Regions from separate parts of the Anas platyrhynchos genome. Here region 2 is linked to region 1. Evidence: chromatin contacts called from public Hi-C data. All regions are on one chromosome and are shown on one strand. The core of a region is the stretch at or near the end of the contact, and the rest is flanking DNA. Distances in the headings are between cores, read along the strand shown. Region 1 holds the start of MRPL20 (mitochondrial ribosomal protein L20). Region 2 holds the start of MIB2 (MIB E3 ubiquitin protein ligase 2).

Evidence for each region. Hi-C and Micro-C count contacts between places; a contact is called where the count stands out from the background.
Region 2: a Hi-C map of subcutaneous adipose tissue shows a contact between it and region 1, with 2.6 times the contacts expected there. The contact joins the promoter of MIB2 here to the promoter of MRPL20 in region 1. A contact is called at or near these places in 3 of 8 Hi-C or Micro-C datasets (skeletal muscle and subcutaneous adipose tissue).

The regions. Positions count from the first base shown.
Region 1 is chr22:3,748,651-3,756,221 of IASCAAS_PekinDuck_T2T, reverse strand. MRPL20 (mitochondrial ribosomal protein L20) reads left to right here and starts at 4,085. Exons shown (of 4, transcript XM_005008840.6): 1 at 4,085-4,246; 2 at 5,196-5,306; 3 at 5,607-5,684; 4 at 7,060-7,571. The coding sequence starts at 4,160. The coding sequence ends at 7,233.
Region 2 is chr22:3,917,016-3,924,625 of IASCAAS_PekinDuck_T2T, reverse strand. It overlaps MIB2 (MIB E3 ubiquitin protein ligase 2), which reads right to left and starts at 2,877. Exons shown (of 19, transcript XM_027443308.3): 1 at 2,747-2,877; 2 at 2,391-2,521.

The sequences.
Region 1 (7,571 bases), core at 2,836-5,335:
GACAGAACCTGAGCTGCAGACCACTCCCCAGCCTGCTCTGAGCTGTGAAAGGTCTTTTCAGACCACACTCTGGCAAAGATGGTGAAAAGTGTGCTATTTGCGCAAAATTCTAGCTTTTCAAGATGTTTTAGAAAGGGAAAAATGAAAGAGAGAGAGAGTTTCTCCAACATAATTCTGTCTATTTATGAAGTGGTACAAGAGTCATTTCTTCCTGAAATATGGCAGGGAACAAACAAGAGGATTTTTTATTATTTTTTTTAATTTTTTTGCACACAAGATTTTTAGCCAGTACTAATTCCCAAAAGGATGCTCTCTCTGGAAGCCCTGCTCTCAGGGCTTTCTCTAGCCATTCATGTCCTTTAGCTAGACTTTCCTCAAGGCATTTTATTTCCTCTATCCCTGGCGCTGAAGGTGACATCAACCTTATTTCATCTGCTTTGTTTGTTATTATTTATTCCTTCTGTTGAGTTCTCTGACAGTGAAGGAAAAATAAAAGCTGATGTGCCAGGTGAGGGGGGATGTGTTAAAAATAGACTCAGACTGACAGCACTGCCATCAGCCTGCAGCCTGCTTCATTCTAGAGGAATATACTGGGAAATACGGGAAAACATTAATTTGTAGCCCTAGATTGAAGCCAGCACTGTCTGCACTGTACTCAGCTGAATTTGAAGGAGCAGGGTAGGGAAAATAAGGGGGAAACGCAGGCAGCAATTCCTGCCCTTTGGGCAGCAGGCACCAAACTGGCTGCTCTCCAGCCATGAAGGGGAGCCTGGACCACCAGGGCTACCTCACCTGAGACGAGAGAAACCGGGGGCACTCAGCTGAGCAGGAGGGGCCGGAGGAGCCCTGCCACAAGCTGCGTTTCTCGGTGGAGTACTGCCATGAGGAATCCTATGTGCTTCCACTGGAAGAGTATTCTTGTGCTTGGTTGACCCACCTTATTGGAGTACTAAAGAACAGATTGGGTACCATGGCGTGCTGCATGGAATAATGTTTTTCCTTGGTTGTCAAACCGAAAAGTCTCTTTGAAAATAACCTGTGTAAGCTGATTATAAATTAATTTACCATGGTTCTGAAATGTAAGTCAAAAAAGCAATGGAAAACTGTCTCCCAAGCCTGAAAATGTTCTTCTACTTTTTCATTTTTGAATGTCAAACACTGAAATATTTTTTAAAAGTGCACTAACTAATCCAAACATTTAAAATTGATTACAAAAAGCACTTCAGTTGACAGATCAATTTATTTTATTTTATTTTTTTGACAAAACTGCAAACCCCAGGAGCACCTCTGTTTGGACAGCCACTTTCCTGGGAGAAAGGGAACAAACTGTGAAAACCGTCTAAGTAACTGCTAGACAAACTTCTCATTGAGCAAAGAGCCTGAAATGATTTCCCAGCTGTGCTAGGAAAGCGTTTCTAAATCAGATTGGCAAAGCACAAAGGATGCAAACCTGCTTAGCATATATGGTGTAGGGCACAGCTAAGACATTTCATAAACAGAGAATTCATGTTCGCATTCTTCAAAGGGCTCACAGTAGCAATGAATAATTTAAAGTCTGGGGAGACAAACGATCTGGAGCAGGAGTGCTGCCACAGGCTCAGAATAATACCTAGCGGGCATATTCAAGTTTTGCTCGGTGCATTTTCAAGTACATTAGCCAAGGGGCAGTATTGTGACTCTTTCTTTTAAAGATGTGCAGATTGAGGCACGGAGAGGGGAAGTTGCTTGCTCTGTCACCTAGCAGGCCAGTGACAAGACTGAGAACAGATCCTGTGTCTGTTCTATGTCTTTTTGGACCCATGAGTCAATATCAATCATCAACATTTTTTAAAGACTACAAGCCAGCCTGTCTCTTTTTAATAATGAAGTCATGTGTGTGAGAGGGATGAAAGAAATACAGTGAGAAACGACCTTTAAAACACTCACATTGTATGAAAAGCCCATTTTCATCTTGTTCCACCCATTGCCTCACTGCTCACTCAGGCTGAATGGCTCCTAGGGGGGAACGCAAGGCAGTAGCCTTCTCTCAAGCTGCAAAATGTGAAATGTCTGCACAGATCTACCCAGACGTCCAGAGGGAAATAACTGTGGCATACATCCTGCTTTCAGTTATGGCACAGGCCAGCCACAGTGTTAATAAAGCCCTGAATCTGTGCAGGAAAACAGATGGCATTGGATGTAATAAATATGACAAATGGCATCAAGGCTTCTGAACAGTCTCAGCATAGTGAATGGCTGCCTAACAGCCCCTGATTTAAATATATAATATTCTTCAAGAATGAGTTATGCCCTCTAACTGGAGAAAGGTCAAGAAACACGCTAAGGGAAAAACAAGAACAACAACAAATATTATAGGAAATACAAATTCAGGCTCAAGCCATTGAAAGACAGCAAACTCAGGGCCAGGCAACTCAATTTCTACCCCCAGATCACTTGTGCTGGGGTAGCACAGAGCACTGCAGCCCCACAAAGAGCAGGTTTGGCAGCCCTGTGCAGCTTGCCATTCTGTAGGTTTTTCCCTATTGGGAATTGCTTTCCTAGCAGAGGCAGGAGGATCACCTGTGGACTGAATTTCCTTTGCATTTGGGGACCATGTGGAGCTCCCTGCAGAACAGGTGAATGAGACAGAAACTGCCAGCAAGCAGCAGAGGAGCACCAGAGGAGCTTGAGTAAATGACTGCTCTAACAAGCTACACCCCATTGCCACAGTAATTTTTCTTGTGCCATTTTTTTTTTATTCCTTCATAAATACGAAGGGTTTTTACTGTCTGTCAGCAAGGGCGCAGTGATGTGGTAAAAACAAACAAAACAAACAAACAAAAAGCTGTTAGTCTAAAAACTGTCATAAATTATAAAGAGCTTCACTAAATCAAGTGAAACTTCCCAAAATATTTTTGCTATAATGAAAACGCATTTTAAATTGTGGGAGGTCTGAATCTTTTGTTCTTTATATTGATTTTCCTTTGGGGGAAAAAAATAAAATATTCTAATGACTCTTCTAATAACCAAGCTGACTTTGAATCAAACAAGCCCCACTGTTAATAAAAAAAAAGATTCCCTAAGCCTCTAATTCTGTAAAATTTCCACATCACTAACAAGCACCTTCCCATAAATGGGAAAGACGTCTTGATGATGGCATAAGTTACGGAGCAGTTTCTAACAGGAGCATCGTTACTTTGAGATGCTGAAAGTGGTGTGATTAATGATGACCAAATTCATTAGTTATCTTCTCTGATGGTAGAGACCCTTGCTGCTAAGGAATAACTTTTCCACTGTCTATAACAACAGCCCCATCTTGTGGTTTTTCACGGGTCATAACTTCTCATTTTACTTCTCAACATCTCTTAAGCACAGGAAGACGTTAAGACATACTGCCCGGTACTGAATTCTTCCTGTCACTGAAAACAGCATGAAGACTTCTCACATTGCTTTAGCACTGCTGGTGAAGGCAGCAAACCTGTAGATTTTTACTGTTAAATGGAACAATGCCAGCATTTCTGAAAGGAGTTTGATGAAAGGAGGTTGTGAAGAGCTGGGGATCAGCTTCTTCTCACAGACAACTGTTGACAGGACTAGAGGGAATGGCCTCAAGTTGTGCCAGGGTAGGTTTAGGCTGGAAATGAGGAGACATTTCTTCTCAGAAAGAGCAGTCAGGCGTTGGGATGGGTTGCCCAGGGAGGTGGTGGAGTCACTGTCCCTGGGGGTGTTCAAGGAGAGGTTGGATGTGGTGCTTGGGGACATGGTTTAGTGGGGTGATAGTGGTGGTAAAGGGATGGTTGGACCAGATGATCTTGTAGGGCTCTTCCAACCTTAGTGATTCTATGATTCTAATGTTAAAGGTATTAGAAGAAACATTAAGAAACCAGAAACATTAGCAGCTATCATAATCCATTCAGTCCCTCACGTAAAAACACTTGGCGTATTGCTACAGGCAGGTACAGACAGCCTAACAATACAAACGCAGAACTAAATAAACACGAGGGAAGGCTTTTGGTTTTGATCATTTAAAGGGATTACGAAGCGAGGCCGGGCCCGGCGCGGCCTGCTGCGGCCTAGCGAAGCCGGGAGCTGGCGTAATGGCGGGGGCCGCCCCTTGGCCGCTTTGTGCCCGCCCCGGGAGGCGGAGCGGGGCGGCAGGGCCGTGCCCCCGGCGGCGGACATGGTGCTGCTGAGCGCGCCTCGCTGGCTCCGCAGCCGCCTGAGCGATCGCTTCTGGAGGGTGCAGGAGGTGCTGAAGTATGCCCGGGTGAGTGCCGGGCTGTGCCCCGCTGCCCCGAGGCTCTCTTGGGTTTGGGGGCGTCGGGTGATGGGAATTCAGCCGTTCCCCTTCGCCTTTGTGCTTCCTTAAAGCGTGCTCGGGGTCCCTGCCGTGAGACGGAGCAGCGGTGGGGGTGAAGGGCAGGAGCTGCGGGGTGGTTTTGTGGTTTTTTGTTTGTTTTTAATGGGGTGAAGGAACAGCGATTTCCCCCCCCCGCAGCATTCTGGGTGCATCTCGTGCACGCTGCTTGGCGACGTGTTCTGAGCAGAGGTGGCAACCTAGGCTGGGGCAGCGCCTTTTTCAAGGGCAGGCTGACAGCATGCTGCTGGGAGGTGTGTCTTGCTGCAGAATTGAGGTGGAAAATGCTGAATTAAGTGGGAGTATCTCCGTCCTGTGGCCAGGCTGCCCACAGCAGCAGTACCAGTGACCTCTGTGTACAGCACTGTCTGCCTTCTGTTATGATGGGTAACATGTGGTGTTAATGGTAGCAGCTCCAATAAACCTCTTCCATAACGCTTTCTGTTTGGGCAGCTGCAGTGTTTTAAACGTATCAGAGGGTCCCGTCCCATCCCTGTGGTTGTACAGACAAAACTGAGCTCAGGAATGAGGAGTTTTGGGGTTGATACAAAACACTGAAAGATGGTTTTGCTGACTGCCTTCCTTCTGGAATCATGGCCTAAAGTGAGGCCTGGTTTGTCTCCCTCCTGCTGGACTGAAAGGTTTCAGCCTGTTCCAAGTTCTCAGCTTTGAGTTTCCCATGCTGTAAAACAAGAAAATTTTCATTATGTGCTGACTGCAGGCTTAGCTGATGTTTGTGAAGTATTTAGTGAACTTTGTTATGAAGGGTTTTGAAGTGCAAACGAGGATATATTAGCATTACTGAAGAGTTTAACAGCTTCAAAGATAACTGAACAAGAACATCTTGTTTTTACTTCAGCATTTTCGTGGAAGGAAGAACCGCTGCTATAAGTTGGCTGTACGAAGTGTTCGGAGAGCTTTTGTGAAGTCTACAAAGGCCAGAAAAGAGAAGAAGAGGCTGCTGAGAGCGGTAAAGAGCAAGATGTTAGATGTCAACAGTAAAATGGGAAAAGAGCAGAGCTGATGTGTCTGTTTTCCTTGCTGGGGGGCTCTCTGAAAATGTTTTACTAGCTGGTAAAAAATGCTGTGAATTTAAGGTCTCCCTGTGGTCTGAAAATGATCACATGCTGAAGTACATTGAGGTGTGTCTAGCACTGAGAAAACTGTAGGTCTGAATCTGTTGCATTTACTAAGTGTGAGCAGATCAGTATGACAGAATGTTTACTTCTAAATATTTTATTATCTAAGATATGGATTTTTACTCTTTCAGCTCTGGATCACTAGGATTGAAGCAGCTTCTCTTGAACATGGTTTGAAATACCCAGCTTTCATAGGCAATCTGCTTAAGGTAAGGGTGGTGCTTGAATAATTGCTTTGATTCAACTTTTCAACAGGTTGGAGAAAATGTCTGATAGTGGTCTTCTGTGTCATCAGGTAAATTCATTTGTTTAAACTCTGAAAATGTGAAGCAGACATAGTCTGACAAAGTATATCAATGGCTTGCTGGTTGCCATGTAAGAGAAGATCTGCAAGGGACTGAGCACGCAGCCTCCGATTGCTGCTCTTTGAAGAATAATGGTGAATTAGAACCATTAGGATGAAGAATAATGGTGAATTAGAACCATTAAGGATTGGAACCTGAGCAGGCAGTGCTGGCATAGAGCATGGTGAAAGGCTTCTGTTAGACTGAGCTTCTGCCAACATTGTCCTACTTATGAAAGGAGTTTTACTCGATTCAGGAACTAAATTCTGCCCTAACCCTGTTTCTCTTCCTTAAATGCGTGACCCCCTTTTCTTGTGGTGGATATTGCTTCTCACCAACCTTTCTCCCCAAAATTTTTACTGCTCATCTTAAGAACAAGGCTTGCAAAATGCTTTTACATTTGCTGCTACTGCAGGTGTTAAGTGAGAGCTGCCTCTGCTTCACTCAATACGTGTAAAAGTACAGAACTTGGATTTGCAAAAGCAAGCCTAAGAAATCTACTTTTTTTGCTTACTAGCTTTGTGTTTCAGTGAACATAGACAATGCAGACATTTGGTGTCACAGTCCTTTGTTGTTAAACATGCTGGAGAATTGGTCTTAATTTGTTGATACTGTAATTGTAAAATTAAAACTTGTTTTTCTTGGCCGTGATCATAACAAACAGGTAGTGTTTCTGCTTCTTCAAGTGGAACTATGTATACATTTATAGCATATTTCAAAACCATTTAACCTATGTTTCAAATAACCGTATAGGTTTTCTTACATGCTTACTGTAAAGTAATAGTTTCTGGTATTTATACTCTCAATCTTTTGCTTAATCTTCTCATGTTGTAAACAAGAGAATTAGGTAAAACTTAATATAATAATAAATAAAAACTGCCTAAAAGCTAACTGATTTTTCTTTTGAGATGCCTATACCTTTGTTTCTTGTCTCAGAGCAAGATATTTTTGTAAGGTACTCTGTTAAAAGAAATAAAAAGAAACAAACTTTTATATAATACCTCCTGCTTAGAATATAAGAGATTGTTTGTATGGCAAACACTTTGAGAAACACAGTAAACAAATGGTACGTGGTAGCTTAATATGTCCGTGAATTAATGGGCATGTCTGACAGTTCCCTAGTCATGCAAAAATTGTACAGTACAGGAAAAAAAATATTAATTTGCCTTCAAACCTTAACTAGGCATTGGATTATTGTTCCTAAAAATTAGAGTACTTAACCAACAATCCTTGCATTTAGTCCCAGGTGGAGCTGAACAGGAAAATGCTTGCTGATCTGGCTATCTATGAGCCAAAGACATTCAAGTCCCTAGCTGCCTTGGCCCAGAGGAGGAGACAAGAAGGCTTCCTTGCTGCCCTCGGAGATGGGAAGGAACCAGAGGGGATATTTTCTCGTATCGTACACCACTATTGATGCCAGGAGCCTGCAGATGCGTGTTATAAACAGGAACTCGTACGGCAGGGTAAGCTCGCTCACTGTCTGCAGCTGAGATCAGAGCTGTGGAACAAAATCCTCCAAAGACGATGCTTGTGGCAGGGAAGAAGGGTTGGGTCAGGGCGTGAAGGTTGCGCGTGGATGACTTTTTTTTTTTTCCAACATTTTGTTAAAAGTGAAATGTGTTAAAATACATCGTTAGAAGTTAAATGCATTGAGTTAAAAATTGCAGCTCAACATTAGCAGCTGTGAGGCGAGCCTGTTGCAGTTCCCCTGTTAAAACATGTACAGCGTGCACATATTTTCTGTTCTGTGAA
Region 2 (7,610 bases), core at 1,628-4,127, 170 kb before region 1:
GCTTGTATTTTGACAGCAAAGAACTCCCAAATGACCTACCGATATCATCAGCTCGGTACCTCTGGAGAGAACAGTTCAGTGTTTGCATGCATGCAAAGCCCGATCGTTATTGGATTAAGGCCTGCTGCTTCCAAAGAAAACCACACAGGAGAACCAGGAAGGGGAAGATGACGTTTCCCAGCTCAGGTAGGATAGCGTTGCCTTAGAAAGACATCTCTGTCAAGGAAAGGAGCATCCCACCAAAAATCTTGATGGGGAAATAAAAATAAAAGAAAAACAGAACAAGAAAAGGCGTTCTTGCTAACAGCTGTTCCAATAACACGAATGCTTGAGGAATGCGATCATCAGGTACTTTGGGAATCAGAGAGGAGCCAGCAACACGATTTGACCTAATCACACTTGAAACAATGGAAGGAGCAAATAAGAGGAAAGCAACACCAACATATCAGAGGGTTTATGGGGCTCCCCAGTGAGAGTTTCTAGTGAGAACATGCTGCAAGTTATATCACAATACTCAGGCCCCTCTGTAAATGCCCCTGATAAGCCGTGAATCAGAATCCTTACAAAACAACCAGGATTCAAACAGCCTGCTCACCAAGCCCTGCATTCTACTCCTGAGTCCCTGAAATACAGAAGCTCAGAATAAAAGCGCATGATCGGTACTGCTGCAAGTGGCACAGTCACATTCAGAGTGACCCTGAATCCTGCCGGGCCCGGGAGCGGTTCTGTTTCAGAGACGATGAGCAAAACAAACAGATTTAACAGGAACAGGCAGGCAGGGGCAACGTGACCTAGAAGAGACCAGCTATCAGGTTGGAGAAAGTCTTCACCTTCAGCCAAGCCACTGGCAACTTGTCCGTGAGCAACCAATAATAACACCACACGAAGGCAAGGCAAGAGGTGAGCTTGTTTGGGAGAGTACCACAGCTTGGAATAGCCCACAGTGGTCCCAAATAAACGGAAAGGAGACATTTGCAACCACATTTGTGGCACTTCTACAGTTTTTGCAACTTCTGAGACTTCCATAAAAGTTTTAGCAGAAATATGCTGTGCACAGAATCCCAATTCTTCCAAACAATCCTAGCAGTGCCTTAGTGGCCACTCAAGACCAAGGCTGGAAAACTGTAAGGTTCTTTATATGCTGACCAGGCACAGGACTTCCACAGTCACACGGTTTCAAACGTGCATTCCAGACTGACACCAAAACACAGGAAACTACCCAGCAACATCACAATGAGCAGAGAATTGAGCCAACACCAATAACATACACTTATTGAAATTATTCTCATAACAGCGAAACAGAGGTGTGCTGTGGAAAGGGATGGGAAACACATTCACTTTGTTGAAGCTTAACATGAGAAAAATCACTCACGAAACAGAACCAGTAGTGATGCTTAAATGACCAGAGAACTCTGTTACATGCACTGCAGGCACGTTTACCAGTCCTACATGAACTCATTACACCTTGTCACCACAGAAATCATAGAATCCTGGAATTATTTAGTTTGGGGAAGACCTCTAAGATGCGAGTCACCTGACGCTCGACCTGCTGCTCTGGTAGTTGTCTGCCTTCAGGAGGCACTTCTTGAAGGGAACCACCACCTGCCCACCAGACATTAGCTGTTCCAGGTACAAAACCAGGCACCCATAAGCCAGAGCAGAAAAGAAAGCTCAGAATAGGCTTTGCTAGCTCTGCCAAGGCTACTGAAGTTTCTTTCTGCTTTCCACTACCCATATGACATGTGGCATCACTCCAAACACGAAAATGGGGGTTATTTACAGTAAACGAGTCCCTCATTTACTTCTCACTCAAGTAATTAAATTCCAGAGTTGAGCATCTGCAGGGAAATCGGCCCAAACACACACAGAGCTTCCAATGCAGCTGAACGGCCTTCTCTACAGAGAAGTTTTGCCCTTGTTTTTCTTGCTTTCTCAGTTCAAGGAGATAAATCAAATCAAATAAATCAGAGGAAAAAGCAAATAATCAGAGGGGGGAAAAAAAAGCCACACGTGTTTCAGTTCTGAGTAATAATTCAGCATAAGGCCTATGCTCCGGTGATATGACAGGAATCCATCCCAGCGTTTCTGTCAGCTCTCACCTCAGCAGGTGAGGGCTTAGCAGCAGTTCCTGCTTCAGGACAGGAACACACCTCCAGAACAGGCACACACCTGTGTTTACACCCGCTGATGTATTTACACCCGCTGAGGTATTTACACCCTCTGCTGCAGCTGCTGCTGGCCACCCAGAAGAAAAGAAGCAAAAAATAAAGCAGGAGCAAGATCCCACTGCGGGCTCAACCCTTGGTAAACATGGCAAGGAGGAGAAGCAGCTGCTTAGAGTAAACCCATCCCTTGAGAGGGTGGAAATAAAAAGCAGAACAGGCACATACCTGGCAGAGAGCGGAGCGAGCACAATTCACGCAGCCCTTCGGCAAGCCGCTGTCCTTTCGCCAGAGCCGTGTTTGTCTCCTTCCCTCTTTCATCCTGGGGGCAGGAGCCTGCAAGCTGCCAGCTCTACGGCCTGAGGGGAGAGCAGAAGACACGAAGCTGCGGCTCCCTCAGGATCCCCCCTGTGAAACAGGAGCCGAGCACCGGCCGCGGGCCGGGAGTCGCCCCCCAGCAGAAGCCTCCCCCGGCGCCCTCAGGGCTCCCTCCCCGTCTCTCCCACCCCTTCCCCGGTCCCCGAGAGCCGCCAAGCCCCGGGGGTTGCCTCGCTGAGGCACCCGAGCCCCCCGCAGCCCCTCACCCCCGGGGAAGTGGCCGAGAAGCCGGGCCGCGGCCCCGCCGGCCCCGCGGGTGCTGCAGCAGCGGCGCCGCCCGTCCCCGCCTCCCCTCCCGCCCAGGCCTCTCGCTTCTCGGTTCATGCCGGGAGGTGTAGTTCCTAGCTCCTCGCCCCGGTGCCTCTCCTTGTTCGGGGGAGCGCTGACTACAAGTCCCGTGAGGCAGCGCCAGCACGGGGGTGAGCGCCATGGGGGCTCCTGTGGTGATGGGGGCAGCGCCCGCGGTGCGCCCCCCGTACCTCAGGGTCCTCTCACCTCACCTCACGGTCTCCTCACCTCATGGTCTCCTCACCGAGCCCCTGTCCCTGTTGAGTTCTGAGCCTCAGATCCCTTCGTCGTGTCGAGAATAAACGCTGGGGGTCGTCTCTGCCCCAGCAAAACGGCCGTGGAAGTCCGTGGGCTGTTCTGACTGGAAAAAATAAAATAAAAATGCGGTTATAAGGTCTGGGGTGTGTTTGTTAAACGTTTGAGTGTTACATTTGAGGGTAAGTTGGTCTGCTGTCAGGGAGATTTGGGGGTTCAGCATTGGGCCCAGCAAGGTGCTGTATCACTTGGGTGAGCAGGAGGGCTCGGAGAGGCTCGGCTTGCCACCAGGAATGTCAAAGAAAGGCAGCCCAGCTGGGGCCTTGCCGACACTCGTAGTCAAAATGGGTAAGTCTAAAAGCACAAGGTATTATTACCGTGTTGATAATGATTTCCTGCTCAGAGAGGCATGAATTTGCATTGCTTTTCTCCACCAACACCGATAACATTCTCCTGTGGAGCCATTGTCCATGCAGCAGAGCCTGGTCTGTCTCCTCTTCCACTGCTGAGGCCAGACACGTCTGACTTGGGTTGCCAAACTGTCCCTAAAATCCATAAGGTGGGAACAAAAACAATGGGGAGCAGCATTGGCTGGAGCCTATGAAGACTGAAGAGGGTAAAATTCTGACACACAGTCACAGTATTCTAGCTGCTACCATAACAAAGACCTGTCCCAAACCAAGCTTTTCACTGCCATTTGATGAAAGCCAAAACGTAGGACTGAGCAGCCAGGTCTCTTGACCTCCTTGTTGTGTAAAAGTGGTGTTGGCCAGACCACTTCATCACATATGTTTGGGTAATCGTGAAAATGTAAATGTGAAAGGGAGTGAATGAAATCTGACAGACTGAGTGAGAGGCTTTAGTTGGACTCTTTATAAAATAGCAAAGTGAGTATTTCACTTGGGTGATAATGTTCTAACCCTTTTTAATTTTTTTTTTCGATGTGACTTTGGTTGTGGTAGAATTGTTTCCATAGGTCTGGCTCTAGCCACATCAATGTCACTAGCATCTCTGCTACAACATGCAATAGATAGTAATGCTAAGGAGGGAGAGAGAGGGGGAAACATAGCTCTGGATATGGGAGAGAAACCTCTGCTGTTACATGGTCTTACCCTTATTTCTCAAATATTTTGCTGGGAATCTCTTTGTGCCCACTGGATGCCGCTGTTACACAGAAATAGTCACAGGCTGCAGGCTTCGGCTCTAGGCACTTTATCTAACAGACATGGAAGGCCACTTCAGGGTCAGCAGATCTCTGTGGATTTAGCTCTATTAATAAGCCTTTCTTACAAAAGAGCTCCTCTTAACATTTTGCAGCTTACTAATATGCACCTGTGAACCTTGGGCCATGTGGGTAAATGCCTCCATGATGGTAGTATCAGCAGCAGCAATCTGCAGATGTTCTTTGAAGGTGATTGAACAGGACTTAGAAAAAAAAAGTCTGTTGAAGGGAAAAGTGTCTTCAAGTCATATATAAGATGCTTTGTCCAGAATCTATGTCCTGCAGTGCCTATTTTGAATGCCCAATACAGGAATTTGCATGTGGAAAGCCTGGTTTGGGGAATTCTCTCCTTAAAAGCCTGGAAATGGCAACTTTCCCTGGCTCACACGTTGCAAATGTGTGCTGAGGTTATGATTACACCTTGTGGCACTGCCTTCAGAGGCAATGACCTGTAGAGAACAGAAAAGATATCTGTGCCTTCTGCTCTTTGCTGAAAATTGCAATATTTCAAACTCAGCTGAATCTCAAAACAAGCCAGAAAGTGACCTACATCCAACACCAAGCTTTGGGAATTGACTCTGAGTAAGTTAAATTCCACATCTAGGTCTCTCCTCTGAAGCAAATGAAAGCATAGCCTAATAGAATCCACACCCTAAGGGAATTCCTCTTTATTCCTTGCCAACAACTTTTAGCACTGAAAAAGAGCTATCCTGATTTTTTAACCCACATTTCATACTGGAAGAAGTATGACTCCAGGTTAATACAGGCCTTAGGGTTTAAATCCTTGAGATTCTAACATCCAAATTGTTTCCTGATGTCTTGAGCCTTGGCCTTTCAGGAGCCAGTCTAAACAACAGGGGATTTAAAATAAGCCAGGAGTCTTTGCAAAGCTAATAGATGTATATGTTAAAAGGACTGTGTCTGTCCTGGGACACCATCTGTATCCAATAAACATAAAGGCAAATAAGGTAACCGATAAATAACAGGCAAAGTGTGAGTCCAGCTTTGTGTGACCTGCGTGGGTGTAAATCTGGTAACTCCTGAATTTGGTGGAGATTTTTCAGTTTTGTACTGGTGTAATTGAAAGCAATGTTGTATTATTGGCCCATGATCATTAAAGAAATCATTCAGGCAAATAAGACTAAGACGGTGATGATTGTATTTAGTGTTTTGCATCAGGTATTTTAAAAGCTGCTTGGAAAGGTTTCCAGCGCTCTGTGGAACTTGTCTGCATTCATTTGTTTAAAAATAATGTCTAGGGAAGGTAAAAGTAATTTCATTGGTTAAGGAGAGGAGATACTTACCTGTGGTTCACACCAAAAATGTTAGTGCTGGGTGTGCTGGACTGTTTTGCTCAAAAATACAGCACAATACCATGAATAACTGGAAACAGTACTGTTGGTTTCTGTTGACAAAGGACATAAAGACTCATCTGTGCCAGATTTTGTGTTGCCGTTACACGGTCATTTTCCCAAATACAAATGAAGTGGAAAATAGAACCAAGAAACACACAGCATTTTAATCCCATATAAGCCGAAGACAATGGAGGAAATGTCTTGCCTTCATTGTTTTACAATGAACCAATGGACACAACAGGGTCCTTAAGAAAGTTAGCTCAGCTCCCAACATCTCACAGAAATTAAAACAGTAGAGCATTCAAAACAAGAAAGAAATCCACAAAAAGATCATGCAGGGATGTCAACAGTGTGAAGGCTGGATAGAAACTGGAATGAGGATCACTGAAGGACAGCTCGTTGGCTAGTCAAACTGTCCTCATTTGAAGAAACAGAGTCATTTGCTCCTGTTTGCAAGGACAGGCTCTTTTCTTCTGTTAAAAATTTCCTAGCTTTTGGCTGCTGCTGTCTGTGTCCTCTGAAGTGCTGATAGTGTAGGTTGAAGCTCCTCTGGCCTGCTCTGTGACTCTAGAACAGCTCTTGGCTGCGAGTTTTAAACAGAACTATTTTGCTTTAGCTCCCTTTAGCCTGTATTTGGTGGCCTGAAAAAGATAAGGGGCAGTCTCACACCACTGAAGAGAAACTTGCTTATCAGCTGTAAGTGACAAGCAAGCAAGACGTGGTCACTGCCTCTGGCTTTTGTCTTGCAGAAGAGAAGAAAGTGACTTAGGGGCCATCTCCCTGTGATCCCAGGGTGACAGTTTTGAGTTTGGAGCCTCTCAGCCAGACAAGCCACCCAGCTGTTGAGGCGTATAAAAGGGCCAGGCAATAAAGGGGCATCTTCAGAACATCTAGATCAAACTCAGTCCTCTTCTGCTTTTAAAAATATATAGGGAAAGATATAGATAGAATTGGGGTGTAAATAGAACTAAAAGCTCCTAAAGGAGCCCTGCTTAATGCTTGTTTGGCTGAAGTTCTCTGGCCATGTGTGCTTGCACAGTCCACTGACTCACTGAGCTGGCAGTCCTTTGCCATCCTGCTTTTTGCAGCCCAGTCGCTGTGATAAAAAGCACCAGAGGCAGCCTGGATCTTCATACATCAAACTGAAATCTCAGGGGGAACTTTAAAACACTTGCTAAGAAATTCTGCAAAGAATATGCTGGATGGAGCCTGCCATCAATAAGGCAAATGGCAAATAAATATAATGGTGTCATGCATTCCTCCTGGGGGCAAAGCTGGGTAATTGTTCTGCCATGGTGTGCGGAGAAGCACTCTTCTCTGCTTCTGAATTTCATCCAGTTCCCTGGAGCCCTATAAAAAGCAGTCTCTGCCTCAGTTTCATCTGTAAAACGAGAAGAGGAGGATTTATCCTCTTGTCCCGTGCACCTCACCGAACCAGCTTTGCGTCAGGATCTGATCCGCTTGCACTGCTGTGGAGTACTAGGGAAGAAGTGATGCGTTGGGTCACAGCTCTCCTGTTGGCGATGTATCAGCACTGGCAGTAAATAAACCAGAATTCTGCAGAGAATAAAAAGAGGGGAAGAACATGAAAACAGAGAGGCAGTGACTCTGCCAGAGCTGCTGGGTCAGCCACCCAGAATAATCCCATTTTAGCAAAGCTGCTCCCTGTGTCCAAGCAGCAATGTGGCCTTGGCAGCTTGAGAGTTAACAGCAGGGGGATTGCTTGGCCGGCTAAAGGAGCAGCCAAATGGGCTTGCTGCTACCTGGGGACCAGTTTCACACTTCCCTAAAAAAAAGGTGTTATATACAGAGAAGAATGAAGAGTTGTTCTGCTGCCCAGGTGACAAACTGGGGACTTCTCCCTGCGTGAGAGGTCGGTATCAGGCCCTGTGGTGCCCTCAGTGCAAAATTCCTCTGACTGCACTCTTCTGGGGAGGCACAGGCTGGGTG